3 separate regions of the Pan troglodytes genome follow, and regions 1 and 2 are each linked to region 3. The links are chromatin contacts, called in public HiChIP or PLAC-seq maps. All regions are on one chromosome and are shown on one strand. Each heading gives the region's core, a stretch centred on a gene start, on an enhancer-like site or on the middle of the called end of the contact. The rest is flanking DNA. Distances are from core to core; before and after follow the strand shown. Region 1 holds the start of PGAM2 (phosphoglycerate mutase 2). Region 2 holds the start of H2AZ2 (H2A.Z variant histone 2). Region 3 holds the start of DDX56 (DEAD-box helicase 56).

Region 1 (3,366 bases), core at 760-3,259, 510 kb before region 3:
GGGTCTCCGGGGCCTGCCGGTCTGGGTGCTCTGGCCAACCGCCCATCGGCCCTAGGAGCAGGAGGTCTGGGGCAAACCCTTCTAGCCTTTCCAGGACTCAACAAGCTTTAAGGTCATTCAGATGCTAATTTAGACTGCCCTGGTGTCAGAATACTAAGGTGGGAGGCGGAGTGGAGGTGCCAGTCACTCTGGGCGAGGCCTTGCTGCACCCATGCATCCCGGGCCCATTTGTCAGCCCTTGCTCTTCAGTGGGAGCCCAGCTACAAGCCCAGAGTCTGGCCACTCCATAGTCCTGCACCCCTCTTTTAATTGGTCTTTCCTTTGCCCAGAGATGGGCTCCAGAGGGAGATAGGTGGTGAAGCTCATGCAGGGATTCTGAGGACCTGATGGGGGAGGGCCCTGCGAGGGGTCCAAGCCTACATCAAAAGGGATTCAGTACCAGGCGGAGCTCCCCACCACCCCGGAAAAGGGAGAGGCCCAGAGATGGAGGTGGCTTGTCCAGGGCCCCACAGTAAGTTGGGATTTGGAGCCAGATGCTCTAAGCCCAGCCCTTCCGTTTCCTAGCTGGGTGTCCCTGGGCAGATGCCACCTTTGGAGCCTGCCCCGCCTCGGGACACAGCGAGCTTCGAGTGCGGTCAGCCCCTGTGGAGTGTGTCCCAGTTACACAGAAATGGGGAAAATTTCACAAAACTAAAAAATGGCTTCTCAGCCCTCCTTTTTCAGTGAATGATGTGGAGCCCCACGCCTAGAAAGCAGCCTGGTCCATGGGCGAGAGACTTTGCTGAGATGAGAAGCCAGCTGGGGCTGCTGCCCACCCACCCTGCCCAGGCTCCTGAAGGTGGCCTCACCTTCCAGGTGCTTGACAATGCCCCGCAGGCTGTTCCCGTGGGCTGCAATGAGCACTCGCTTGCCGGCCTTGATCTGGGGAACAATCTCCTCGTTCCAGAAGGGCAGGGCCCGGGCAATGGTGTCCTTGAGGCTCTCGCAGGTGGGGAGTTCCCCGGGCTTCAGGCCTGCGTACCGACGCTCCTGGGGGACACAGGCACGCTGCTTTCCCTCCCAAGCCAGTGGGCCCCCACCCGACTCCCCACTCTGCAGCTTCCCAGAGGCCTTCCCAGCGAAGGCAGCCCACCTTGCTAATGGAGTTGTAGTAGGGGTGCTTCTCGTCCATCGGGGGCGGCGGGATGTCGAAGGAGCGCCTCCAGATCTTCACCTGCTCCTCCCCGTGCTTGGCGGCCGTTTCTGCCTTGTTGAGGCCTGTGAGGCCCCCGTAATGCCGCTCATTGAGGCGCCAAGTGCGCACCACGGGCAGCCACATCTGGTCCGTGCCGTCCAGGATGGCCCAGAGGGTGCGGATGGCCCGCTTCAGCACTGACGTGTAGCAGATGTCAAACTCCATCTTGGCATCCTTGATGGCCTTGGCTCCCCGCTTGGCCTCCTCGGTCCCCTTTTCACTCAGCTCTGCATCGAACCAGCCACAGAAACGGTTCTCCTGGTTCCATGTGCTCTCGCCGTGCCGGACCATCACGAGGCGGTGAGTGGCCATGGTGGCAGCAGGGAACACAGAGGACTCTGGACGGGGACAGCTGCTTCCCAACACTCCCAGCTTTCTAATAGTGTCTTCCCAGCCCCCACCCACCCCAGCCAACTGCCAATCAGCATTCCAGGCGGTGGCAGTTGACCAGTAGCTGAGCTGCTGGGGGCTGGGGGCTGGGGGCCAGGGGAGTGTGCAGGCCAAGAAGCTGTGCTTAAAATAGCCCCACGCATCCACCAGCTCCTGGCCTGGGTTCAGGTGGCATGTCTATAACCAGCTGGCACCCAGAGCCCAGACTGAGTGGGGCTGCTGGTCAGGGATGGGCGTGAAGGGCAGAAGTCTGGGCCAGGGGAGATGGGGATAGCAGGGACAGAGGGGCTCTCCAGGGCAAGGCTCAGTGGCCTCATCAGCCATTCTCTGCTCAGACAGAGGCACAAACAAAATCCCAACCCCTTTCTCCTGTGATTGGCAGCCAGGCTAGGAGGGGGCCCTCAGCAGGCAGAGGAGGAGAGCCAGAGGAGCTGGTGCAGACCACAGCTTTGCGGAGAGGAGTCTGGCCTTGTGGAAGGTACCAGGCAGCAGCAGCAGAATGGGCAAGGGCTGGGGCTGAGCCGGGTTTCCAGGACAAAGGGGGAAAGGGCCCCTGTCTTTCCTCCGGGGTCCCTTTGTCAAGGTCTCATCCATACATGCCCCATGCTCCCACCCTATCTGCCCTCACCCAAGCCACGCTCACTCTCCTAGCTGAAACCACCTTGAAAAAGAGAAATCCAAGGGGGTTTGGGGGCAGGACTGAGGACTGTCAGAAGTCTTGATTGTTAGGTAAATGCTCAGCTTAGCAGGAACCCACAACGTAGGCTGAAGGGTGGCATGGAGTTGAGTCCAGGACCAAGACTTCTGCATTCAGGTTTGGGGGATGAGAGCCACCAGGGCAGGGAAGAGACTATGAGCAATAAAGTCACAATTGGGGCCCTAATGAAGGGGCCATGGCCAGACCCTTGGGCATGGGCCCCATCCAGGGCCTCCCACTTCCTCCCACCCCAGTGACCACACTGTCACCTGCGACACTTCTGATAACAGGAGCGGGTAGGTGAGAGGCCAGCAGAGGGACCACCACTCTGAGACTTGGATCTGAGTGTGCAAGAAACCCTTGACAGGCCTCCCTCCATCCCTGCTGGCCTACCTGGGGAGGGGCTCCTGGCTTGGGGCCTGTGAAGCTAAGGCTCTGTACCCAAAGGTTGGCAGACAAGTCCCAGTGGGCAAAGTCCTGTCGGCTGCCAGGACCCCCAAGGCTGGCAGGTGGAACCCATCCCTCCTAGCAGTGCCATGCGCAGGTCTCACTGTTCCACACTGATCCTGATTGAAGCCACATCTCCTCATCTGCGTTTGTCCCTTTGACCAAAAGAGTTGATTCACTAGCCCAACTAAACATGACTGAGGACCAGGCTCTGGCAGTCCCACAGGGGCCAGACATGAAGCCCATATTTCAGTGGAGGAGGGATCGTACCAGCAGCTAAACATGCCTACCGTAGATAGCACCAGATGCTAGGAAGGAAGGACCATAATGTACTGGGAGAGATGGGAAAGGAGAGGCCAGGGACAGCCCTGAGGTGACATGTGAGTGGAAAGAGCGGAGTGCAAAGGCCTCAGCTATGATGAGTCCTACAGGGAGAGCAATTCAGGTAGAGGGGTTGGCAAAGACCCAAGCCCTACAGAAAGCAAACAAGCTGGGGCAGCGACCATCAGGGGCACATGGCAGAGAGGTGGGCTTTGTGTCCCAACACAGTGGGAATCACTGGAGACTTTGAAGCATGGTCATATTTTCAAGTCACTTG
Region 2 (3,408 bases), core at 742-3,241, 270 kb after region 3:
TCATTTTACTTGGATAAACTTGCAAACTGGATACTAAGACACTTTCATGTCAGTTTTAACAGACATCTGCTTACTTCCTCTCAGGTTTAAAATCTATCAAGAACGACAACTCAATGTCTCCTGCATTTTTAGCTTATGTTAATACTTATGTATTTTTAGCTACTGGTAAGTGGATATAAAACATATAGCGTATCACTAGAGACTGAAAAATATCTGAAAAACTAGAATTGGCTGTGCGCGGTGGCTCACGCCTGTAATCCCAGCACTTTGTCAGGCCGAGGCGGGCGGATCACAAGGTCAAGAGATCGAGACCATCCTGGCCAACATGGTGAAACCCAATCTCTACTAAAAATACAAAAAATTAGCAGGGCGTGGTGGCGCACGCCTGTAGCTATTCGGGAGGCTGAGGCAGGAGCATCGCTTGAACCCGGGAGGCGGAGGTTGCAGTGAGCGAAGATCGCCCATCGCACTCCAGCCTGGCAACAGAGTGAGACTCCGTCTCAAAAAAAAACCCACAAAAAACAAACAACAAAAAACCAAAAAAAAAAAAAACCACAAAAAACTAGAATCATGAAAATCATCTGTTTGAGCAAATCCTTTTACAGATTAGATGTACGCTGTACCCCAGTTTGTTAAAGTACTATAAAGTACTTTACAATAACAATAAACTATACGTGAGACATTGGAAGCAATTATCCCTAAAGTCTATTCCAGCTCTAAGATTTGGGTTTTTTACAATAACAATAAACTATACGTTAGACGTTGGAAGCAATTATCCCTAAAGTCTATTCCAGCTCTAAGATTTGGGTATTTTACAATAACCAAACATTGTCCTCTTGACTGGCCAATCTGTTTACAGTTAGGTGTTATGTCTATTCAATACCATATCTGTCACATCAAGCACAAGACAAATCATCTAATACTATCTGCAGTATGATAAATGACAGCTTGGTGCTAACTTTTAAGCAGGTAGCTCCCGCTGAAGTAACCTTTCAACAGAATGCTTAAAGCACGAATACCGGCAAAAATAAGATTCCATAACAGTCTTATTATTTTTACACAATCTTTGATGCAACTCAGAGCGTATCCTTTAGCACCTTCTCTTTTCCCTCAACTTTAAGATGGGGCTGAAGTTCTATTCACTTTCATTTTTTTAAAGCCACACTCTTCTTATCTAGATCTGAATTTCAGAATAAAAAGATGAATACTTTAAGACTGAAAATCCATAGCAAGGGCAAAGGAAAGTACTGTTGTATAATGAAAACCGCAAACTGCAAGGGGCTCAGAAGATAACGGGCGTTCATTTCTAACCTGTGCAATCACCTAGAACAAATCGTGTGGTTCTGGTCTATAAAACCATTCTTTGTCGCTCAAAAGACCACAAATACAAGCACCCTTTCGCAGAAACCCTCAAACTGACTGCCAGGGAGATTACGTAACCAAACATCGCCAAAGACTTATCTAACTTGTACAGCGGCAGCCTGTTTGACCTCATTCATACAGAGAAGCGATCACATTAAGATCCAGCACTTGTTTCTACATTTCCAAGCCGGATTCTGCCGTCCTCCTCCTTCTAAGACGGGCGGTGCAGCGTCACAAGCGTCGGGACAGATCTGTCCGGCTCGGAACAGACTTCGCGCTCTACCCGGCCAGGCCCAGCTCTCACCCGGGGACCCGTGTCGGGCTCCGCAGCTGGGACATGGCGCCCCCCGGCGGGCGGCGAGGGGCTCGGCCGGACGAAGCCCAGACACCCGCAAACTCCCGACTCCACAGGTAGCGGCGCGGACGCCAGGGCCTCCGCGCTCTGCTCCCCTAGGCCCCGTGCCCCCGGCCCACCCGGCCGCCCTTACCATGTTCTCGGCGCCGACTCCGCCTCCGCTCGGCCGCGCGCCCTCCCGCTGCCGACCCGCGCCGCCGCCGCCGCTCTCGCAGCACCGACCGCCGCCGCCGGAGCCGGACAATACCCCGTGCCCGCCTCGCGCTGCTGTGGCCAATGCCCGCTTGTCTTGCTGGTTCGAACCCCAGCGGCTGTTCAATCGCGCGCCTCCTTCTAGCCAGACCCCGCCCCCCCGGCACCGCCTTCCTAACGGCTGTTTGTTTTTGCACACGGCACGCGGAGGCGGGCCTCCAGCCCCAATAGTGACGCGCTCTCTGCCTTTCACCAGGCGCCCAAGCCTGACGAACAGAAAGGCAAACCAATGAGATTGGACGCCTCGCAGACGAAAGCCAATAAAAATATCGCCCGCGAGCAAGGGAGGCGGGCCACTGGGAAGGACAGCAAAATTAGCTAATAAGGTGAAGCGATTGCAGGCGCTGTGGCTTTCCCGCCCATTCGCGGCGTTGGTTTTCCCGCTTATGAGACTTGTTTGGGGAGGTAAAGAGTGTTGGACGTGCTTCTCCTGGTGGGTTTTCACAGACTGTGAGGATTTATTCGTCTTAGAACGTGTGGATCAGGAGGGCGCTGGGTTTCAAGGTTAGGCAGGCCTCATGCTCAGCCGTATTCTGGCGGACTGACTACTCTGACGTCCTCTCAGCGCGGACCCTGACAAGGTCCGCGGCAGGCTGAGGCGGGAGAATCGCTTGAACCCCGGAGGCGGAGGTTGCAGTGAGCCGAGATCGCGCCACTGCACTCCAGCTGGGCGACGCATCGTCTCAAAACAAACAAACAAAAACAAAAGCTATCAATTGGCTACATATTGTTATTTGTATGACAAATTCTTTTTCCTTTTTTAGAGATGGAGTCCTGGGACTACAGGCGCGCGCCCCAATGCCCAGCTAACTTTTGTATTTTTAATAGAGACGGGGTTTCTCCGTGTTGGTCAGGCTGGTCTCGAACTCCTGACCTCAGGTGATCTGCCCGCCTTTGCCTCCCAAAGTACTGGGATTACAGGCGTGAGCCACCGCGCCCGGCATGTATTACAAATTCTAAGAACACGAAGATAATGGGGCCGGCTTGGTGGCGCGAACCTGTAGCCTCACCTACTGTCAAGACTGAGACAGGAGGATCTCTTGAGCCCAGGAGGTCGAGGCTGCAGTGAGTCATGATCGCACCACTGCACTCCAGCTTGGGAGACAGATTATACCCTGTCTAAAAATAATAATAATAAAAAAAGGTAATGGATGAGGCCGATAGTCAGGAATGAAATGACTTTAAACAATTGGGTATGCATGGGATTGGGTATGTGTGTATGTGGGGGCAGAGGGTGGGCATAACCGAAGTCCCATACTCATGTCCCTCTAGGCCTAATACATTTTGCAGACCTCACAGAGCTCAGACTGTTGTGAGCCGTTTTTCTTTTCTCAACCTCTTCAGTGTGTTTATTCTGCTTACATCATTAGGTTAAAATTTGGAGGATAACTCCCAGCTAGAAAGGAAGAAAAGCTCTAAAGTGGAATCGCCTTCCCCCG
Region 3 (3,157 bases), core at 406-2,905:
CCTGCAGCTCCAGACACTTCCATGGTGCCTCTTACCGGGTTATGTAATATCAGCTCCTTGAGTGCTTGTACGTCCTCGTTAAAAGTAGCTGACATGAGAAAAGCCTGGTAAATCCGGGGCAAGTGACTGAAATGAAAGAATCCAATCAGATTCCAGCTCCAAGGGCCGCTAATTGTAGTAACTGGCTTCCAGCCACCCCGCTCTCGTCCCAACTCCTACTCACAGATGTTTCCACTAGGAATCACACCCACCTCTGCCTTACCAGAGGAGACTCTTGAGCTCTTCTTCAAAGCCAAAGGAAAAAAGAAGATCAGCTTCGTCCACCACCAAAAGCTCCAGGGAGTCACGAAGTTTCAGGCTGTCTTGCTGCAAGTGGCTTAATATGCGAGATGGGGTCCCCACTACCACATCTGGCTTCTCCATCAGCACAGCTCTGCAGGTGGACAAGACATCAGTATCAGGCAGAATGTAGCAGCTGGGATCTCACCCTGGATTTGCTCTCTTTTTTGCCACACACAAACCCAACCCCACAACACTGTGTAGCTTCATTCAGGTACAGCTTTGCTGCTTTTACCCACCTCTGAGAGACTGAGTCTTCAGCAGCTGAGACATTGGCCACTCGGACATCCCGAGCACAGTAGGTAGCCAGCTGCTGAATCATGGACTGTGCTTGCCGTGCCAGCTCCTTGGTAGGAACAAGAACAAGGCCTCTCACTGCCTGTTCTACCACCGGACCTGTCTGTAAGAATATGAATTAAAGACTTTAGCCAGCAGTGCACATCACTGTGTCCACGTGTCTCTACCCCTTCCAGCCTACCTGACCCATCTGCTGCAACACTACTCAGCAGTACTTTGATCATCTATCACTCTGCCCGCCTCAGAATGCAGAGTGGAGAGTTCTTTCCCCAGGCACTGACCCTCAAAAAGAATAACGTACTCTGATGTTTATGAAGCTACTTTAAATATACTAGTTATGAAGCTAAATTCTCACAATAATTCTGTAAGTAGAAAAGATAGATGTGCTCCCTTTTTATGTAAGAAAGAAAAGAAAGTGCTGTGTCGAAGATTACGCAAAGGTTGGTGGTAGCAGGGCCGGACAAGGATCCAGGTAACCTGAACTCCAGCCCAGAGTGTTTGCCACAACAGCACCAGGTTCTCAGGCCGGCCTGCACGGGTACAGGGCCAAGAGAAAACCTCAGACAAACGGGAACCGCCCTTCCCAGGCTTTTGGAGCTTGCCTCCTTCCTCCCCTCAGCTCTCTCGTTACCCACCGCCTTCCTATGGAGCAACAGCTGCAGCATCGGAATAGCATAAGCGGCCGTCTTCCCGGAGCCCGTGCGGGCCCGAGCCAGGAGGTCCTTCCCTTCTAGGGCCAGTGGGATGGCCTTCTCCTGGATCAGCGTAGGTCGCGACCAGCCCAGATCGGTGACAGCCTAGGAGACCAGGAGTGCGGTTTAAGCGGCGTGAAGAGTGATGGCGCGCCCCGCAGAGCCCGTAAGCCGGCTTCCCAGCCCTCGCGTGTACCTGAAGGAGCCGGGGATCGAGGCCCATGTGTTCGAAGCCCAGTGCTTCAGAGTCCTCCATGGCGCTGCTCAGTAGCGCAGCACGCACGCACTGCAGGAAAAACGCCACCGACGCGAGGGGGAGCAAAGCAACAACCAATCGGCTTCGGAGACGAAGTCACTTCCCGGAAGTGCTGGCACCTAGGCTTCCGGTACTCGGACGGAGCTCTGCGACTGCGCAGTCCCTGGGACTGGGTCTAGTAGGAGGCGGTGGAGCGGCCGTACTGGGGTCGACGGGGTACTTTGGACTACAGAGCCGCTCCACTGGCTCTTCCGGCGTTCCCGGACGCCGCTGACACACCTGATTCTCGCGACCTGCAGGAGAAGCCTCGGCCGGGGCCGAGGGCCGAGGTCGTGACGGGCATGACCGTCTCTCTGCTTGGTTAGGGTTAGTGTCCCGCCGGGCACATCACCCTATGAATGGAGCCACTGAGATAGACTGGGCTGAGGAGAACCGGTTGGAATAATGAGCCATGGCAGCAACTGCCTGAGAGAGAGGACCGGCGGGTTGCTGTAGGGCTCCCTAACCGGACTGCCTGTCAGTCACCTGCACAGCTTGGTTGCTGTTCTTTGTGTCCCAAATCTGACTCGGGTCACCAGTTAAGACCCGTGTCAGACTTCTGACCTACAGACTTGCGTCGTTTTAAGCCAGTAAATTTGTGGTAATTTGTTACAGTAGCAATAGGAAAATAATACAGGTGAGGACTAAGAATCCTAATCACAAATCTTTTTTTTTTTTTTTTTTTTTTTTGAGACATGGTCTTGACTGTCACCCAGGCTGGCGCGATCTCAGGCTCAAGTGGTCCTCCCACCTCAGTCTCCTGGAAAGCTAAGACTACAGGCATGCACCACCACGTCCAGTTAGCGTGTATGTATGTATGTACGTACGTGTGTGTGTGTGTATGTGTATATCTGTATCTCCTTCTCCCCTCCCCCCTCCCCTTCTCTTCTTTTCTTTCTAGATGGGGTTTCGCCACGTTGCCCAGGACGGTTTTGAACTCCTGGGGCCAAGCGATCTGCCTTCCTCGGCCTCCCAAAGTGCTGGGATTGCAGGTGCGAGCCACTGCTCCTGGCCCGTAAGTCTTTCAGTGTAGAAGAGGGAAGCAGAAGAGGTCAAAGTGGTGCCATGTGAGAGCTCAACCCACCCTTGCTGGAGGAAGGGAGCCAGAGCCAAGCTGGAAAAGGCAAGGAAACAACCTTTGTGATTACATTAGGCCTATCCAGATGATCCAGGATAATTTATTTTACAGTCATCTGATTAGCAATTTAATTCTCTTCTGTCATGTTAGGTAACATATTCATATGTTTCAGAGTGGTAGGCCATTATTCTGCCTACCATACCACCCAACACAAATCTACATTAAGACTATATCTGAGTGTTGCACAGGAATCTATGTCAACAAGCTTCCAGGATGATCCTGTGCATCCTATCTGATGCAGCCCAGCATCTGAGTACCAGAGACTAGCATCTGGCTGTTAGGTTAGGAGAGATCAGCTCATGCACCAACAGGTAGTCATGCTGGGACCAAATGATGAAGATAGGTACAACTAGTCCCAGTGAGAGCTGGGGAATTGGGCTGGGATAATAGAGGATG

What was found. HiChIP or PLAC-seq counts read pairs in DNA pulled down with a chosen protein or histone mark.
Region 1: a contact with region 3 is called in an H3K4me3 HiChIP or PLAC-seq map of stem cell-derived excitatory neurons, with 5 times the contacts expected there. The contact joins the promoter of PGAM2 here to the promoter of DDX56 in region 3. A contact is called at or near these places in 1 of 7 Hi-C or Micro-C datasets (stem cell-derived neural progenitor cells) and 1 of 1 datasets of contacts at active chromatin or transcription factors (stem cell-derived excitatory neurons).
Region 2: a contact with region 3 is called in an H3K4me3 HiChIP or PLAC-seq map of stem cell-derived excitatory neurons, with 2.0 times the contacts expected there. The contact joins the promoter of H2AZ2 here to the promoter of DDX56 in region 3. A contact is called at or near these places in 1 of 7 Hi-C or Micro-C datasets (stem cell-derived neural progenitor cells) and 1 of 1 datasets of contacts at active chromatin or transcription factors (stem cell-derived excitatory neurons).

The regions. Positions count from the first base shown.
Region 1 is chr6:49,928,591-49,931,956 of NHGRI_mPanTro3-v2.0_pri, forward strand. It overlaps PGAM2 (phosphoglycerate mutase 2), which reads right to left and starts at 2,010. Exons shown (of 3, transcript XM_001143059.7): 1 at 1,133-2,010; 2 at 849-1,029. The coding sequence starts at 1,546. It overlaps LOC107975781 (a long non-coding RNA gene), which reads left to right and starts at 1,704. Exons shown (of 5, transcript XR_010158443.1): 1 at 1,704-1,792; 2 at 2,007-2,102; 3 at 3,318-3,366.
Region 2 is chr6:50,712,328-50,715,735 of NHGRI_mPanTro3-v2.0_pri, forward strand. It overlaps H2AZ2 (H2A.Z variant histone 2), which reads right to left and starts at 1,992. Exons shown (of 5, transcript XM_016945308.4): 1 at 1,851-1,992. The coding sequence starts at 1,853.
Region 3 is chr6:50,438,103-50,441,259 of NHGRI_mPanTro3-v2.0_pri, forward strand. It overlaps DDX56 (DEAD-box helicase 56), which reads right to left and starts at 1,656. Exons shown (of 14, transcript XR_010158444.1): 1 at 1,525-1,656; 2 at 1,272-1,433; 3 at 579-739; 4 at 263-433; 5 at 36-126. It overlaps TMED4 (transmembrane p24 trafficking protein 4), which reads right to left. Exons shown (of 5, transcript XM_063814206.1): 5 at 1,704-1,877. The coding sequence ends at 1,704.